Linked DNA regions of Mus musculus: regions 1, 2 and 3 are each linked to region 4. Evidence: chromatin contacts called from public HiChIP or PLAC-seq data. All regions are on one chromosome and are shown on one strand. The core of a region is the stretch at or near the end of the contact, and the rest is flanking DNA. Distances in the headings are between cores, read along the strand shown. Region 1 has its middle 24 kb from the start of Gm46023. Region 2 has its middle 32 kb from the start of Ccnd1. Region 3 has its middle 55 kb from the start of Ccnd1. Region 4 has its middle 14 kb from the start of Smim38.

Region 1 (2,700 bases), core at 198-2,697, 180 kb before region 4:
AGGTCTGCGTTTGATCCCCAGCTCACAATGCAAAAGTGCCTGATGTTGTGCATGCTTGTAACCTTAGCACTGGGGGAGGCAGAGACAGGAGGAACCCTAAGGCTAACTGGCCAGTCAGTCTCACCAACTGCAGGTTCAGTGGGAGATACTGACCTTGGTGGCCCTTCAGAGAGTAACATGTATGTTCTTAGGCGTCGGTCACTACCATATTCCAAAGGTTGAATCCCTGTCATCTGTCATTCTGAAGACACCTGAAGCCTACACACTGCTCTAGGGGGACCTTTCTTGCTCTGCTTGTCACCCCACATGTCCGAGCAGGTGTGGAGGACATGACACCAGGGATACAACTATAGAAAACGTCACTCTGGGGTGAACTGAGAGTCATGAGTCCCTCACTTCCAACTCATGGATAAGGCAATAAGGAGTCTTGTTTGTCCTCATCCATTTGGGGACATTCTGGTCCATCAGCTGGTCAGGGGCCACAGCATCAGGGTCTTAGAGCTAAGATACATGGGGCAGATCCTGCCTGGCCATAGATAAGCCTGGTCAGTTCCATCCTGCTTCTAGCTAGGGTGGCTGGAAGCAGTGTCTGGAGGGTCTGGGGGCTTTGGCTGCACTATGGGATGGCCCAGCCTTTTCCCTGTCAGTGACAGGATAATGTGACCACTGACCTCTGGCTCACAAGTGAAGCAATGGCTTTTGCCTGTGTGTTCCTGCCTGGCTCTAGATGGGACAGGTACCTGTAAGGAACTGCCACAGATAGGAGGGCTGCCCTCCAGTGTCCTTCCAAGCAGTGCTCTGTGTGGTGGTGACAAGCACTGGCTGGTTTAGATCTTGGTGTTCTCCTTTGTCACTATGACCCATTCATTCAAAGACGATCCACTTAGGGCATGGTAGCATGTGCCTATAATCTCAGGAGAGGTGGGAGGCTCTCTATGAGTTTGAGGGTAGCCACATTTACATAGCAAATTCCAGGACAACTAGGCTACATAGTGAGATGCTGGCCCAAACCAAGCTGCCAGCCCTGGCTACTAGAGTCCCTCCAGAGCACTGGGGCTGTGGTAGGAACCTGCAGAGGGGGCTTCAAAGCACAGATGGGGACACTAGGAGGAGACACACAAAGAGACCTGTGATGGAGGCCTGTGGTCAGGGCAGCACTAATGCAGAGCACACACTGATGACCCAACCTGAGCAGGCCTGCAGGTGCTCAGCTGCTCTGGGAAGTGTGCCTGGCTGCAGGACTGATGGGTTCCTCTGTGGCCCTATGTGTGCACATCACATGGCCCCTCTTCTTTGCACCTGCCCCAGACACTGTGGACACATGAGCCTCCTGACACTTGAAGCCATCAAGCAGCCCTTGAGATCACAGGCCTCCCAGTATCCCTGCTGGGCCCCAGCACAGTCTCCCACTGGAAAGCAGATTGTTGGCCAGGCCTTGCTGCTGAGTCACAGGCGAGACCAGGACCTGACCACAGGACATTTTTGAGATTCCAGGGCTGGCCCCACTGTGGCAAGCCTTCTTGCTTTGTGGCAGGTCCACCTCCACTGGGTCCAGAATCCCAGTCTTGCAGGACCAGAAAGTCCCTGGGGACAGGAACCATGGGAATGTAGGCTGGAGGCAAGGACTGGAGGTCATTGGGTGGGTACCCCTTGCTTTCTTCCTCAAGAACTGTAGTCAGCAGGGCACCCTGAGGTCTCAGTCTACATCCAGGGGAGGGGCAGACATTAGTGATGGGAGACAGGCTCAGAGCTCCAAGCTCTCACTACTTACTGAGGTTTGGATCCTGCTAGAGAGTAAACCATTTCTAAGTAACAATCAATGTTCATGGTTTAAAATGTAAAAATGTGAAAGGGGACCTCAAGAGTTGGCTCAACAGGTGAGGGAGCGAGCTGCTGTAACCCTGACCACTTGAGTGTGTGTGTGTGTGTGTGTGTATGTGTGTACATATGTGTAGATGCTAGAGATCAATGTCAGGTGTCTCCCTTCATTGTTTTCCACTTTAATTTTTGAAGCAGGGTCTGTCACTGAATCTAAAGCTCACTGGGTCCCAAGGATCCTTCTGTCTGTCCCCCAATACTATGCACCCTGTGCCCAGCTTTCCCATGGGGCCTGGTATCTGAACTAGGGGCCTCTTCCTGGTGCAGCCAACCCCCTGACCCACACTCACCAACGCCTTAGCCCCTTGATGGTTTTTAAAACAAATTCCCTGCAAGGTGTAGGCTATACTTGTAATCTCAGTACTCAGGAGTCTGAGGCAGGAGAACCACCATGGGCTTGAGGCTAGCCTGAGCCGCAGAGTGAGGCTTTGGGGAGGGCAGGAGGGTGGGAGGGTGGGAAGGGAATGTGATCTGGGTGTATTGCATGAAATAGCTAAATTTTACATTAAAAAAAAAAAGTTGCATCAAGCCAGGCCTGGTGGTGTGTGCCTGGAACCACAGTGCTCTGGTGGCTGCAGGAGGAGGTGGGCAAGCTTGAGGCCACATAGCAAGACTGTCTCAAAACCACCACCAACAAAAACAACAAAACATAGTTTTCCTTTTTAGTAACTTCTTTATCACATTTAATTGTACGTGTGTGGCAGTTATAAGACAACTTGGGGAAGTTGGATCTCTCCTCCCACTGTTCGGTTCTGATGATTGAACTCAGATTAGCAGGCATAGTGACAAGAACTTCTATCTGTTGAACCATCTTGCTGGCCC
Region 2 (2,700 bases), core at 13-2,512, 250 kb before region 4:
TGGAGAGATGGGTCTGTGATTAGGGGGTTATACATGTCTCTTACAGAGGACCCAGGTTCAGGTCCCAATGCCCATTTCAGAGGGCTCACAACCACCTGTCACCCCATCTCCTGGTCTTTGTTGGCCAGATAACAGTCAAACCTAATAAGCGAGTCCCAGGCCAGTGCAAGACTGGGTCTCAAAACCAAACCAAAACAGGACATCTGAGAAATGATGAGGGTGTCCTATGGCTTCTATAGGCAACCCCTCTCACACACATGCACACAGACACTGAATAATCCTGAGGGAATGGCCCCCCAGAAGATGGTGTTCCATCCAGACTCCTTTCTCAGTCCAGGAAGCTGAGCTCAGGGGCCTGGTTACAGGGATGGTCTTCTCACTATGCCCTCGCACATTAGGAAGGAAGGGAGAACTTGCAGTGTGACCAGTCCCCTGACTCATCAATCACTTCCCAATGGCCCTGTCTCCCAAATGCCACCCTCAGGGACTTGAGATCCACACGTGGATTTGGAGAGACACCACATTAGGTTCATATCAACTCTGTCTTGTGGGAGGCAGACAGTTCTAAATGATGCTTACAGAAAAAGCTTCAGCACTTCCCCTCCCCTGCTCTCTCTGCCTGCCATGCTACCGCTCTCTCCAGCACTTCAGCAGAGCTTGTTTGTCAAGAGACACGTGGCCCCTGCTTGCCTTTGAAGGGCCAGGATGGCACCTCTATGTGCCTGGTACACACAGAGCAAAAGTATGTGCAGTTCTACTCCACACCCTCCAGGGTGGCTGTGATCTATGGCAGGGTTCCTAGGGAGGGCAGGCAGAAGCAGAAGAGGTTGAGGCACTGGGAAAGAGGAAGCCAAGGACAGGGTATGTAGATAGAGACTGGTGTGGTTCCTGGCACCTGCTCAGCCTGGCCACCCCCTCCCTGCCAGGCCAGGCAGTTGTCTTGCTTCTCTGCTTCTGTCTGCAGTAGAGGTGATAGATAGCCAGAACACAGTGCCCTAAGGTGATGGAGGAGGAGCTACGTTCTGGGTGCCACTCCTCCACCAGCACCCCAGCATGCCCTGCCTGCTCCACACTGAATGGCAGCTCACCCACTCCTGTTCATTGAAAGGCATAGGCAGAGCATGCAACCGGCATGTGCCTACGTCAGCCACTGCTATCTGCCTGGAAAGGACATGCTTCACTCTGCCAGGGCATGCCCCTCTCATGCCCACGTCAAATCATGGTCAGGGTGAGACCCACCCGTGAATCTGGGTGCCGTATGGGTGAGTCACTATTGGCTTTGCCCCCAGTTCTGTCAATAACAGAACCTCACTGCTCGAGGTGCCCTTGCAGTGTAGGACTGGAAATTTCCTGATACTCTGAGTTGGCCCTGAAGCTGACCTCCTGGGCTACTGTCTCTTGTCTATGAGACACTGGTAGGTGCCATCAAAGACCTGGCACCTTCAAAGGATTGGGCCCTGAGCCCAGGTAGCAAGGAGAGCTTCTGCAAGTTGGGGGTGGGGGTGGGGGTGGGGGTGGGGATAGGGGTGGGCGGAGCTACAGGGGCATGGCTTTGTGAGGGCGGGGCTATCTGGAGGAGCTGAGCTGTCAGGGGGTGGAGCTTAAAGGTAAGGGAGTGGTTTGGGGCTGTGTGGCTTCACAGCCAGGGCTTTGGCCTGGCATTGAGGGACTTGGCACAAGGTCAGAATCAGAGGTAAGACAACCTGGGTGCTGAATGGCCCTGGAGGGTCCAGCCTTGGGCAGCTGGAATTGGCCAGCTTCCTGATGGTTCTGGTTATGATGCAGCCTGGGAACACCCTAGAGCCAGCACCTTGCCTTGCTCTAGGGTGGGTTCTATGGCCTGACTTTCTGTATTGCCAGCACTCCTGGTTGCTGTACTCTCATTCATTCATTCATTCATTCATTCATTCATTCATTCATTCATTCATTCAGCAAACACCGGTGGACATGAATGCTGGGAACACAGTAGTAAACAAGATGAATGCGGTCCAGTTTTGGACTCTTCTCCTCTGTGGGGAGAAACTGTGTATGCCGGAAGCCTCAGCTCTAGAAAGGAGGCCATCAGAGAAGAGTGCTGGGAGGACTGGCCTGGCCTCAGGCTAGGAGATGGTTGGGGGGAAGGAACCCTGCCACAGTGAGACAGACCAGAATCCAGTGACACTCCCAGGACCCTGCAGGGTGTTGGGCCCCAAGGTTCCTGGACTCACTTGTCTTACTGAGTTCTGCCCCTGGCCTGGGTACTGCCAGCGCTATCGGTCCTCAATCCAGGAAACTCCAGGGCCTTCCTTTAGGGAATAAGAGGAGGCAGGCACGGGCTGATGGCCTTTTTAACCTGGGCTGTCTGAGGCCCAGATCCTAAAAAAGGGGTGGCTTCTACACTGACCCTCTGAGGTTGTGTAGTGTGTGGGGCCCTTAGCCCCCACAGTTGGTATCTCTGTCACCTGTGATCCTAGTTCAGGCCTTTTCAGGTGGGAGCCTGGCCTGACATCACAGAGTCTTATGTGTGTATGTATGTATGTATGTATGTATGTATGTATGTATGTATGTATGTATGTATGTATGTATAGTGCAGTTCCAAGGGAAAGTGGTAGTTTGGTCCACGGCAGAGGATAAATGGTTGAAAGAACATGGGTTCCAGGTTTCTGGTGTTGGCTAGGCTGTGGGGAACACACCCCATGGAGCCACCTGAGCTTCTTGGGA
Region 3 (2,700 bases), core at 92-2,591, 230 kb before region 4:
GGGACCTCATGCTTGTGTAGGAATCAATTACCAACTAAGCCCCTCCCCAGCTCAATGCCCTCCTTCTCCATCCATTTCCTCTTGCTTATCTTTATTCTTTCAGTCACCCTTTCACTCACTACTCAAGGGCTCACAGTGTGCATGCTGCTCTTCTGGCTAGGGCGTGTGGGATTTCTAGGTTTTGATGAAGGTGTGACTCAGAGGCGAGGGGAACCATAGGCTGCTGCCCAGATGGAACAGAGTGGGCCTGGGCCTCCTCTAGCTATGTCTGCATTAGTACCACCTAGATGGCATCTTGGGACTGAGACTCCAAGCCTGCATGGGGAGTTTCATTTGGCCTGGGGCCTCAATTGCCTCTGCCCAGTCAAAGCAGCCTGCCTGTTATGAAGCTGTTCCAACCTCATTGTTCTGTGGGGAAAGATGGCTGCCCCATGGTCTCCCTTCTGGGACAGTTGCTATCTAGAGGCAGGGTCTAGCCTCTGGAGTTGGGATCCTCGTCATCTATGGGATGGCCCTCCTCTGAAGCTCTGCCCCGCAGTCTGGTTGGCTGGCACTGTTCTACAGTGTGTAGTGGGGCCTGCACAATAGCTTCCCTCTCTCGTTGCCAGCCTGGCCTGTGAACAGGGCTCTGTTGATGCCTGGCTGCTCTCACTCCCAAAGAATTCAAAAAATGGTCCCATGTGTGAATGTGCATCCTGAGACTGTTGGGCAACTGCCTAGAGTGGGGTCTTGGAAGGCAGAGAGTGCCACCGCTGGTCACTGGGCTGTCACATTCATAGGAATCTGGACTGGGCTTGATGATGGTGGTGGCAAGAGTCAAGGGGATGTGAAGAAAACTCAGGCCATTAGCTCCCTGATGGCTGCCTGACATCATGATTGGTTGGACAGAGATGCTACCCTACCAGGCCAAGTAGATCGTCTCCCTAAGCCTCACTATGGAAGCAGAGTCAGGAGGGCTCCTGTACAGCACATTTTATTTTTTTTCAAAGATCTTGGCCTCAGCTTGGCCAGGGCCACTGAGCTGCACAGGAAGGTCCCTCTGCTTCCCAACCTTTGCATGTACATGCTGCTATGGTAAAGTCAAAGCTTGAGCATTTAGAGCTATAGGACTGTCCTGGGCTCCGGACAGTGTGTGGGCATGTTTCAGCTTTTGCCATCCAGAGCTATCAATAGTCCTGTCATGTACCCCAGGGAATGATAGTCACCCAGTATGAAGTGCTGTGTCCTGGGAGCCCAGAGAGGTTGCACAATGCCCTGCCACAGGTATAATGCAAGGCCCACATATTATATCCTGTTGGTTGGATTAGTGTCAATGAGCAAGGACCACAGTGACTCATGCTCGGCTGGGTGGCTCTTCCTGTGCCGGTTCTGGGATGCTGAATTGCCCCAGGCTCAGTAAGAACTCCTGAGCACTGTGCAGAGAGCCATACAGGGGCGACCTCAGGCTGAGTCTCATAGGCCTCTCTCTATAAAACCCTGGTCCAGGGCTTTGTGCTGGATCCTGACACAGAGGGGACTGATGATGGCAGATCCTGGTGTCCAGCCGAGGCCACACATGAGGGACAGACAGAAACACCAGACAAATGCAAGTCACCTGCTGTTCTCTGCCATCTTCCCAAGACCAAGGGACTCTGACTGCAGAGTGTAATGTCCTGTGGAGCTCAGGAAGTTTGTCACACATAGGACTCCATCAGAGAGAATGCAAGCCCAGGTGGCTGCCACTCAGATGGGCCCAAGCCATCTGGCACAGATAGAGCCAGAACCGAGTGCCCCCTCCTAGCGTTAGGGGTATGTAGAACTCTTACTATGAAGCTCTCTGAAGTGGCAAGTGGCCTGAAGGGACCCAGGAACTGTAGGAAATATTTTCACAAGTATCTGCAGAGAAAGGCCCTCAGACCTGATACTGAGCCACTGTTGGTGGGCTGAGGGTCCTTCCCCTCTTCAATTAGGGTTGACTACTTTCCCTTTATTGGTCCTATTCTACTTCATATTTCCATGCCCACATTTAGCCTGTCAGCGTTCAGATGATGCTAGCTGGTGTCCTGTAATTTTGACCTTTAGGACTCTAGGGTACCTGTCTGATGGGGAGCTAGCTTGAGGCAGTCTCCAGTGTTACCATGACTACAGGCCGATGGCAAGCCACTCTTTGGCTGCAGATGGGAATTGGTTCCATTGGTTTCCTTAGCCAGCCATAGAAGCCTGAGGTAGCTGTAGTCCTCCTCAGAGCTGCAGATCCACCTAGAAGAGATGATCCCCGGTTGGCATCCCAGAGGCAGGGAGGGCTTTGAGCTGACACTTGGCAGCACTGTATGGGCTCTCAGCTGGCATCACACCCCGTGGCTGAGAGTTCACACTCTCATCCAAACCCTGCACAGCCTTCAGTTTGAAGTTGTGTTGTCCCAATTCTGAATTGACAAATAAAGTGCCTCCCGTCCACACAGTCCATCTGGGAGGAAATCAGGACTAGTACCCAGGTGGGGGGACTTGAGACCATCTCTACCTTACCATCATTCTCGAATGTCCCCTTGCTGACCCGCCTTCCCTCCAGACATGCCTGCAACTATGGACAGCCACAATGTTGGCTTGTTCAACATGTCTCAAAGTTTCTGGCCATAGCACCTTGCAGGTGGGCTTGTTTAAGTTCAGTGACTCTCACTGAACCTCTATGTTTAGAAGTAGATGCCTGCCACCAGCCATTAC
Region 4 (2,700 bases), core at 162-2,661:
GAACTCTGGTCCTGTGCAAGAGTGGCCGTGCAATACAGTCTCTTAACCACCGCTGAGCCACTCTTCAGCCCCCGGTGTCTATATGATGTTTCTATGGGATAGATCTGCTCAAGAGCAATGAAGGCCCTCTTGGAGGGTGCAGGCAACCTAAAGGCCTAGGCTGCTAGAGCCAGTCCAGTGCCTTCTGTTACCTACACTGGTTTGTCCCTTCCCAGAATTCCTGCAAGAGTCACCACACTAAGATGATCACATTGAGTCACAGCAAGGCTCTCACAGGGCACTGACCCAGGTTCAGTGTCTGCCAGATGTGCTGACTGACCCCCCCCAAAAACTGTAGATGGCATGGACCACCCCCCCAACCCTGACCAGAGAGATGAGATAACCTGCCCCAATACAACAGCATCAACACCTCCCTTCCTCTGCATAAGATAAGGCCCCACAGAGGATACCCTTCACTCCAGTACTCTGTGTTCCTCCCTGATGTTTCCAGATGTATCTTGGCTCCTAGGATCCATGGCAAATCCAAAAACAATGAGTCTCTTCTTCCAGGAAAGAGGGGTGAGGCCAGGACCAGAATCCTGGAGGAAAAGGCAAGGCAAAGGCAGCAGGGCTGTTGAGCCTTCCTGCAAGGAAGTGGGGGCAGGGGTAGGCTCCAGGTCCCGGCAGAGGATCCTAAGCATCCCAGGCATCAAGCAGTGTCTGTCACTGACAGCGGGTGAGTACTTAGCCCTGTGCACTCAGAGGGCCTGGGTACCAGACACTCCCACAGCTGAGGGAAGGACAGCAGAATATCACAAACAGAGACCTGGGCTGAGTATAGAGGATTGATTGGGGGTGGCCTTGAGGATTTTAGGGAACCTTGAGGGTTCCTTGCTGACAGACAGGGAAGACCCAGTGGTCCCTGTAGTACAGAACTTGGCTCTGCCACACAGCTGAACTTCATCTACCAAGAGGAGCTTCTATGAAGGCCAGGCTGTGTGGACATTACTGGGTAGATGATTGTCACTGGTGCATGGGCCCTGCAGCTGCTATTGCTGCAACCACATGTCCCCTGTCACTTACACAAAGCCAACCCCACTTGTCTAAGGTCTATGAACATAGATGACCCAGGTGTACTGGCTTGCTCTGACTCATTATCCTCTGTGGTAAGATGACTAGTGATTAGTCCTAGGAAATCCCCAGACACACACACACACACACACACACACACACACACACACACACACACTCACACACTTGCTGAGGTCCCAGACAGGAACAGGCTGTGGCCACCACCAAGAGGCCCAAGGGCAGAATGAGGGACACTTCTAGGGAAGCAAAAGTCTTTCTCCAGGGACAGTGAACAGCCCTGCAGTCTGCCCCCACAGAGAGCCCTGCTGCAGGGCGGGGGCTCAGGAATGTTCTCTGCATACATAGCAAAGTTGTGAGTCAGACACAGTGGGGAGGAGGCCCGCAGCAGGGCTGCAGGCAGGAGGTGGAACCCTCCAAGCAGAATCCTGGTAAACAGCAGGCAGTGTCTGGGTCCTGTCCCATGGCCAGCAGTCTACCTGGGCCACATCAGGGGTGAGGAGCACATGGGCCAGGAGAGGGCAGTGTGGCCTAGGTTAGCTGGGGACTTGCAGATGAGGCTTCCAACTCCTTGCCCAGTGCTCTCTCTGGACTCCTCACACAGTGCTCTCAGAGCCAAGCACCACCCCAGGCACTGCCACCCCTTGAGTAAACTGACCTTTGCAGAATTAAATGGGGCTCCAGCAACCCAGGAAGACCGGGTGCTGGGTTCTATTTCTCAGGACACCTCCTGTCTCCAGTATGCGAAATGATACCCAAAACTCCTACTGTGTGCTGGGCCCTGGCAGGAGTTCCTATACATTGATTCATGGGACAGAAGCCGGGCTACAGTGTGGACATGTATGCAGCATGTAGAGGTCAGCTAGCCCTGAGAGCTCATTCTCCAACCTTCACCCCTGCTGAACTAGCCAGCAACCTCAGGCACATATGGGAGCCAGGTGATACACCTCAGGCCCCACAGAATGACCATGGGATCTAGTTGCAGGGCCTTGGCCTAACCCACTGAACTGTGGAGAGAAGGAGAGGGCTAAAGATGTTCTTCTACTGGGGGATGCTAGGCAGAGGACACAGGGCTACCTCTCTACACCCACAAAGCAGGGGTCTGAGCCCCAACAGGACTCACTGGGTAAGCCCTTCACCTCTCTAAGCCTCAGTCTCCTCGTCTGTAGATGGGGATGGGGAGGCATCAAGGACTGTTATTATTTAATGATCTCCATGAGAGCTGGCTCAGTTGATAGAGGGATTTTTCCCAGCATGCACAAGGACTTGAGTTCCATCCCTAGCACCACACACCTATTCCAAGCACTGAGGAAGCAGAGGCAGGGGGATCATCATGAATTCTAAGTGGGCTTGGTTTGCATAGTAAAGCCCTAGCTCCCAAAACTAAATTAAATTAAATAAGCCAGGAACAGTGTGCACACCTGTCATATTAGCGCTTAGAAAGCAGAGACAGGAAGGCATCAGACTGTGACTAGCCTGGCCTACAAAGCAAATTCCAGGCCAGCCCCAGATCCAGAAAGAAAGAGGTGGAGGGAGGGAGGGAGGCAAGGAAGGAAGGGAGGCAGGCAAGGAAGGGAGGGAGGGAGGGAAGGAGGGAGGCAAGGAAGGAAGGGAGGGAGGGAGGGAGGGAGG

The links. HiChIP or PLAC-seq counts read pairs in DNA pulled down with a chosen protein or histone mark.
Region 1: a contact with region 4 is called in an HNF4G HiChIP or PLAC-seq map of pancreatic cancer cells. The contact joins two enhancer-like sites. A contact is called at or near these places in 13 of 484 Hi-C or Micro-C datasets (the AML12 cell line, MC3T3-E1-derived osteoblasts, bone marrow-derived macrophages and 9 more), 9 of 115 datasets of contacts at active chromatin or transcription factors (the 3134 cell line, bone marrow-derived macrophages, craniofacial prominence and 2 more) and 1 of 9 other capture datasets (embryonic stem cells).
Region 2: a FOXA1 HiChIP or PLAC-seq map of pancreatic cancer cells shows a contact between it and region 4. The contact joins two enhancer-like sites. A contact is called at or near these places in 4 of 484 Hi-C or Micro-C datasets (B cells, bone marrow-derived macrophages, embryonic fibroblasts and 1 more) and 6 of 115 datasets of contacts at active chromatin or transcription factors (embryonic fibroblasts, embryonic stem cells, epiblast stem cells and 3 more).
Region 3: a FOXA1 HiChIP or PLAC-seq map of pancreatic cancer cells shows a contact between it and region 4. The contact joins two enhancer-like sites. A contact is called at or near these places in 1 of 15 datasets of contacts at CTCF or cohesin (the NIH/3T3 cell line), 5 of 484 Hi-C or Micro-C datasets (B cells, bone marrow-derived macrophages, embryonic fibroblasts and 1 more), 4 of 115 datasets of contacts at active chromatin or transcription factors (bone marrow-derived dendritic cells, embryonic stem cells, pancreatic cancer cells and 1 more) and 1 of 9 other capture datasets (embryonic trunk).

Annotation. Positions count from the first base shown.
Region 1 is chr7:145,044,019-145,046,718 of GRCm38.p6, forward strand. No RefSeq gene overlaps it. Among named protein-coding and RNA genes, the nearest start is that of Gm46023, 24 kb to the right of the region's middle. Within about 2 kb of position 1,448, at least 54 of the 459 cell types and tissues checked have an H3K27ac peak or open chromatin away from gene starts, as enhancers often do. A contact at or near this core is called in bone marrow-derived macrophages, embryonic fibroblasts, myocytes and 1 more, where this site is marked.
Region 2 is chr7:144,970,354-144,973,053 of GRCm38.p6, forward strand. No RefSeq gene overlaps it. Among named protein-coding and RNA genes, the nearest start is that of Ccnd1, 32 kb to the left of the region's middle. Within about 2 kb of position 1,263, at least 87 of the 459 cell types and tissues checked have an H3K27ac peak or open chromatin away from gene starts, as enhancers often do. A contact at or near this core is called in bone marrow-derived macrophages, embryonic fibroblasts and pancreatic cancer cells, where this site is marked.
Region 3 is chr7:144,993,145-144,995,844 of GRCm38.p6, forward strand. No RefSeq gene overlaps it. Among named protein-coding and RNA genes, the nearest start is that of Ccnd1, 55 kb to the left of the region's middle. Within about 2 kb of position 1,342, at least 37 of the 459 cell types and tissues checked have an H3K27ac peak or open chromatin away from gene starts, as enhancers often do. A contact at or near this core is called in pancreatic cancer cells and trophoblast stem cells, where this site is marked.
Region 4 is chr7:145,221,005-145,223,704 of GRCm38.p6, forward strand. It overlaps a transcript of Tpcn2 not described here. Among named protein-coding and RNA genes, the nearest start is that of Smim38, 14 kb to the left of the region's middle. Within about 2 kb of position 1,412, at least 162 of the 459 cell types and tissues checked have an H3K27ac peak or open chromatin away from gene starts, as enhancers often do. A contact at or near this core is called in bone marrow-derived macrophages, embryonic fibroblasts, myocytes and 2 more, where this site is marked.